Regions from separate parts of the Macaca mulatta genome. Here region 1 is linked to region 2. Evidence: chromatin contacts called from public Hi-C data. All regions are on one chromosome and are shown on one strand. The core of a region is the stretch at or near the end of the contact, and the rest is flanking DNA. Distances in the headings are between cores, read along the strand shown. Region 1 holds the start of SMARCAL1 (SWI/SNF related, matrix associated, actin dependent regulator of chromatin, subfamily a like 1). Region 2 holds the start of XRCC5 (X-ray repair cross complementing 5).

Region 1 (3,030 bases), core at 109-2,608, 300 kb before region 2:
ATTAGCCTCCCATAGACTGCACACTAAATTCTCCCCTCACATTCACCCCTTTTTATCATTCCTGGCACATCAGTCTGCCTGTGGCTCAGTGCAAGCCACAGCAGCTGGCCTTAGTATCTGATTTCCAGAACACAACACATGGGACAACTGACTAACTCTCCTGGGAAAATAAGGGGCAGAAAAAAAATTATGTGTTTACTGTGCAAATTAAGATGCTACGTAAAGATGTAAACAAAAAAAGAATAAAATTAATCTGTAATCTTACCGGCCATCAATAACCAGAGTTGAAATTAATAATTTAGAGTATATAGTTCGGATTTTTTTTTCATCCATAACCATATGGCACATATTTAGGAGACATAAGAATTTATTATAAAGTAGTAACATTGTAAACATTCCATATTGCATCATGATTATTTTTTTCCGTGAATTTACCCGGAATATTTATTTTCCTATGAGCTGAGACATTTTTACAGTATTTTAGAAGCAGGGGGCAGGACACCAATTTGTCTGGCTTGGTTCAGACTAAATAGCCTGCATCTAATGTAATGCTGTGTAATGGTTAGAATGACGATGTAGGGGTACTCCAGTAGCACTGCTTAGGCCTCTGAGCAGCTATAGGGTTCAAAGGCTTCCTTCCCTGCTGGAGCTCCCTTTGGCCAGAACCCAACCCCTCTCCCCACTCCCCCACCACGAAGTATCTATCCCCAGAGAACTTCCACCTTCTTCAACCATTAGCAGTTAGGAAGGGGTGAAGAGGTTAGGGAAAGGTTTTGGAGGTGCACAGCAGAAGCCCTCAGTCTCGCTGGGTAACACACTACTGCCTAAGTTTCCAACCAGGGATCTCCTGCACCTCCAAACTCCCCAAATCCCAGGCCTGGTGAGCTGTCTCCATTAACCAGGGAGATGAGGCCATAAGACCCACTGATCAGCCCCAAACCATAAATCCATCCCGCCACATGGGCGCCCCTCTTCCTCTCTAGGCAGGGACCTCTACCTCCCCGGCATTTCGGGGCGCGCCTCACCCGGCCTCAAGGTAAGCGGGCGCCACGCCCCACTCCCACCCCTACGATCTCCACTTGGATTCACCCTTCCCACTGGCCCACTTCCTCCTCCAGGCTGGCATTGGTCTCGTCCGCCTCCGCCGCCTTCCTGCCAGTCTACCACTTTCTCACCCAGGGAGGCCCAGAACGCGAGCCGCATTAGCCCCCGGCCCTGACCCCAGGCGCGACTCCAGAGCCTCCCGAGAGGGGCCAGTCTTCCGAGTGGACGGTTAGGCCCTGGGTATTCAAGCGCTGCGAGTTCACCCGCCTTATTGTAGCGGCCAGGTCTGAAGGGCTCGGCTACCGCTGAACTACACTTCCCAGCAGGCAACGCGGCCTCAGTTTCGCTTCCAAAAGTAAGACGAGAACGCGAGCGGGGCTGCAGGGTCTTCTGGGACTTGTAGTTCGGGACGGGAGCCTGGCGAGAAACGGGAGCTGCAACGTCACGGGCGGCGAGAAAGTGGTGCACCCTGGAAGTTGTAGTTCTCCAGAGGTTTAGCCAAACGCCAGGTCCTGAAAGCCTGGGACATTGAGGTTCCCAAATCCGGAGTCTCGTGTCTCCAGAGGGCATCCCAGACAGCCATACTAACTTGGCAGCTCTTAATAAAAAGTATCTCCCCGGGGCATCCATTACTGGTGTTGCTACACTTGCAATTTAAGCCCTACCCGCTGCGCCCGCCTGCCATCGTCGTCATCATTGCAGTCATCAGTCACTGCGTTTAGCATAAATATGAGTCACCTCATTTAACCGCACAACACCCTATGGAACACATTCTTGTCCCCATTTTACAGAGGGGGAAATTGAGACAGCTAGTTGATAATATTTCTCAAGGCTTTATTAAGCTAGCTTGTGATTCTGATTCCATAGTCCCTCCTCTTGAGAGAAGATGAGTCATGAGACTTGAGTCATTTTACCCCATCCTGAGCACCAACATCCTGAGCTATCCTGAGTACCATTGGTGATAAATATAATATTTCTTTATCATCAGTGTGCATATCAATGTTGCTATTGTTCTATTTTCAAACATGGCTTATTTAAAAACAAACATGTCTACTAAAGGATTTGGAAAAAAATGGACAAGACATGCTAAGAAAAAGGAAGCACAGCAATGTGTGTAGTTTGATTCTTTTTTTGTTTGTTTGTTTTTTTAATCCTCACCTATACATGTATGTAAACTCATAAAGGTCTGGGAAGGAAATTTGAAAACTCACCAAACTGTCCAGGAGCAGAGTGGCATGGAATACAGTTTTCAGCTTTTTAATCTCTATTTTTCAGAATGATTTGAATTTTCTAAAATAATAATGTAGAACTTGTGTGACTTTTGAAGCAATAAATAATCTTCCTTCCTCCTTCCTTCCTTGCTTTTTTTTTTCTTTTTGACAGAGTCTCATTCTGTTGCCCAGACTGAGTGCAGTGGTGTGATCTTGGCTCACTGCAGCCTCCGCCTCCTGGGTTCAAATGATTCTCCTGCCTCAGCCTCCCAAATAGCTGGGATTATGGGTGCACGCCACCATGCCTGGTTAATTTTTGTATTTTTAGTAGAGACAGAGTTTCACCATGTTGGCCAGGCTGATTTCGAACTCCTGACCTCAAGTGATCCACCTGCCTTGGTCTCCCAAAGTGCTGGGATTACAGGTGTGAGCCATTGCGCCTGGCCCATTTTTCTTAAATAACAAAGACATTGCCTGTCTTAGGGGATTTGTGTGAGGTTTAGTAGTAGAAAGTATTCAAATCTCAGCTCTGCCTTTTTTTTGACCTGACATACCCAGTGACTGGGCCTCCATTTTCTCATCTGTAAAGTAAATGTAGAAAACAATACCACCTTGGTAAATCCCCTTGTTATTAGAATCAAAGCAGGGCATTATGAGGGGAAGTGCTTAGTGAACTGTGAAATCCCGGAACAGGTAAGAGAGGAATGTTGTTATTATTTGAGGTAAATCTCTTATATCGTCCATTTCTCTATACCTAGTGCTCATTTCCTACTAT
Region 2 (2,854 bases), core at 354-2,853:
CACTAATATTAAGAGATTTCTGAAGTAAAAATAGATAACTTGAAAAAAAAAAAGGTGCTAATAAACCACAAAATTCCTTTGAGAACAGTAAAATGTATATCCCAGTTTCAATGCCTGGGGCATAATAACCTAAAAAAACTTGAGTCACAAAATATGCTGTTGCACTTATTTGACACACATCCACAAAAGCTACTTTTAAACCAGAAAACTCTATAGAGGACTAAAGCACTTTGTCATGAATTAGGTATGCAGAAAATGCCATCAAAGGTTTTCAAATATAGAACTTCTTGTCTGGAAGCAGAGTGGTCTATATATCCGAGTTCCTATCTGGCAGCAGTAAGAAAACTGAGAAAAAGAAACTGGGCAGCATAGCAACTCTTCATTTCTATACCAAAGCAATACAAGCTGTTAGAATTTTACTTCCAGTCCATCTGCCACAAACAGCTCCTCCACTAGAGCTACAAAGTTTTCAGGAGCTGAAAGAGGAGGAACAAAGGAGGTGAGTGGCATTATTAAAAGCTCATGATCGTTTTAATCAACATTTCTCAATGACGAGTGCTCAAACTCGTTTCTTGTTTATCTGTAGTGAATGAATTCATTAATCCCTGGAACCACATCTCCCTCTAGTGACCCTTCGGAGACAACTACCACCCTTTTATGTTGAAAAAAAAAAATCACTTTAAAATTCATTGTAATTTCTGTTATTGATCTGGGACACCAACGGTCATAGATTTCTAGCAACACAGGGGTTCTCCAGGGCCCTGAAACCAGACTGCTTGGATTCAAATCCGGATTTCACCACGAAAAGCCCACAGTTCTTTATTCCTCGGTTTTCCCACTTGCAAAATGGGGGTAGTTTTCACTTCAAGGGGCTGTGAAGATTAAATGAGATAGGAATAAAAGGTTTACATCCGTCCCTCACAGAGTAGGCTTTCAATAAATGCGGGATATTACGTTATTATAAAGGTAATAATACGACACTTTGCATTTTAAGTTATTTTAGTCACAGATAGTCCTTAAGTTTTACAACAAGCCCTGTGGGTAGTTGCTTTATCACAGCTAATTTTCACTCTCATAAAGATCTTAAGAACCCAGGCTCCGAAGTAATAGAGGAAGTGGGGTTAAGGAGTGGAATGGGATAAAGGGAGAGAGGGGGAGGCGGGTGGGGAGGGAGGTGAGACAAAGAGCAGATAGAGAGGGAGAAAAGGGATGGGATGGGTGGGTAGTGGAAAATATGGAGTCAGCGAGGCTCAAATTCAGGTCTTGGAACCCGAAATCCCCAGCTTTTCTCATAGCGCATCCCTCGGTCCCGGCCCTCCTGACTGAGCCCACCACCACGATCTTCTCTTGCCCCATTCTTTGGCATGGCCGTGATCCCACGATTCCCGCTTCCGAACCACCCTCTCCGGATCCCCCCGCAAGGGTAAGGCCCAAGCCCATGGCTTTCTTTATACCTTATTCCCCGACCGCACCATGTTGCCGGTCCTCAGGCGCTTTGGTCGCTTCTTCCGGGCGGGAACCTGCCGTCTCGCAACTCGCTTCCGGTGGACTAGCGGCAGATAGCGGGAAGAACCGCTTCGCTTCCTGCTAGGCCTGAAAGGGGCGGGGAAACCGTGCCCCGCAGCTCTGAGCATGCGCAGACTCCTGCCGAGCTTGCGCAGACTCCCGCCGAGCTTGCGCAGATTCCCGCCGAGCATGCGCAGATTCCCGCCGAGCATGCGCAGATTCCCGCCGAGTATGCGCCGATTCCCGCCGAGCATGCGCAGATTCCCTCCATTACACCCTACTCGGGAGCCTGTGGTCCTTGAGCGTCTTGAAACGCTAGTACGACAAATTTACTGAACGATTCGCTTAATCACTTAAAGATTCACTTCCCTTTTCGCTCATTGAGAAAAACACCTACGGCATTTTGTGTCAGAGCTGTGAAGTTAGATTTTCTTTTCTTTTTTTTTACTTTTTTAAAAAATCTTTTTTTAATTTCATTTTTTCATTTTTTTTAACTTTTTATTTTTTGTTCTCTTATCATTTGTGGATTTTTTTCTACTTTTTATTTTATTTTTGGTTATTTTGGAGTTACATTTTCTTGAGTATGAATGCAGAAAAATTTCTTCTAAAATGTGTGATAATGAAACATTTCACCGATGTGATAAACTTAGAACCTACTCAGGAAGAGTAGGACTTCCCCATGAGCACAAAAGTAAAAAGGAAATTCTTCCAGAGAAAATGGGATGCACGAACGCCTGGAGGCATGAGACGTTATCTGCTAAGGCTCTGTCAGTAGTTATCAGTGGCTGCAACTTGGAAGGGAGGAGTCGAGGTTTAATTTAGGAGACAAGTCTAGGGAGATATTATAGAAATAGCAGCTGTCATCACAGTGCTTTACTTGACTACGAGCCCTCTGTCCAGCCCGCAGCCCCTAACCCTTTGAGGGAGGCAGGCCCGAGCAGTAACTTGCATAGAAATGACTGCTTTCTCTACCAAATGACCCCCGGCTGACAGGTGGCTGGACGAAGGGTCTGGCAACCTGCAGTGTCTGCAAACCTCTGCCCAAACTGAGAAAATCAAGTCCAATAAATATTCTCTCCTGCTTGAAAATTGTTTCTGGGAAAAGCAAGAATCGAAGCTGAAAAGATGTGGAGAATCCATGAGCCAAAATTATAAATACATTGAAACCTCTAGGATGTAGAGTAAGACATTTTCAGACGTGCACATAGAGCCCCGGCTCTTCAGCTTTTGATTCAAACTCAAGGAGTTATTTAAAAGCTGAAATAATTATTTTGAATAATACTTTTAAGGAACAGCAGTGCCCTGGCCGCTCAGCTTTACGCGGGCTGCGGCAGGCAGGCAGGCACGG

The links. Hi-C and Micro-C count contacts between places; a contact is called where the count stands out from the background.
Region 1: a contact with region 2 is called in a Hi-C map of liver, with 4 times the contacts expected there. The contact joins the promoter of SMARCAL1 here to the promoter of XRCC5 in region 2. A contact is called at or near these places in 2 of 14 Hi-C or Micro-C datasets (blood and liver).

The regions. Positions count from the first base shown.
Region 1 is chr12:121,615,696-121,618,725 of T2T-MMU8v2.0, reverse strand. SMARCAL1 (SWI/SNF related, matrix associated, actin dependent regulator of chromatin, subfamily a like 1) reads right to left here and starts at 1,358. Exons shown (of 18, transcript XM_077957521.1): 1 at 1,090-1,358.
Region 2 is chr12:121,317,325-121,320,178 of T2T-MMU8v2.0, reverse strand. It overlaps XRCC5 (X-ray repair cross complementing 5), which reads right to left and starts at 1,603. Exons shown (of 21, transcript NM_001257366.1): 1 at 1,455-1,603. The coding sequence starts at 1,475.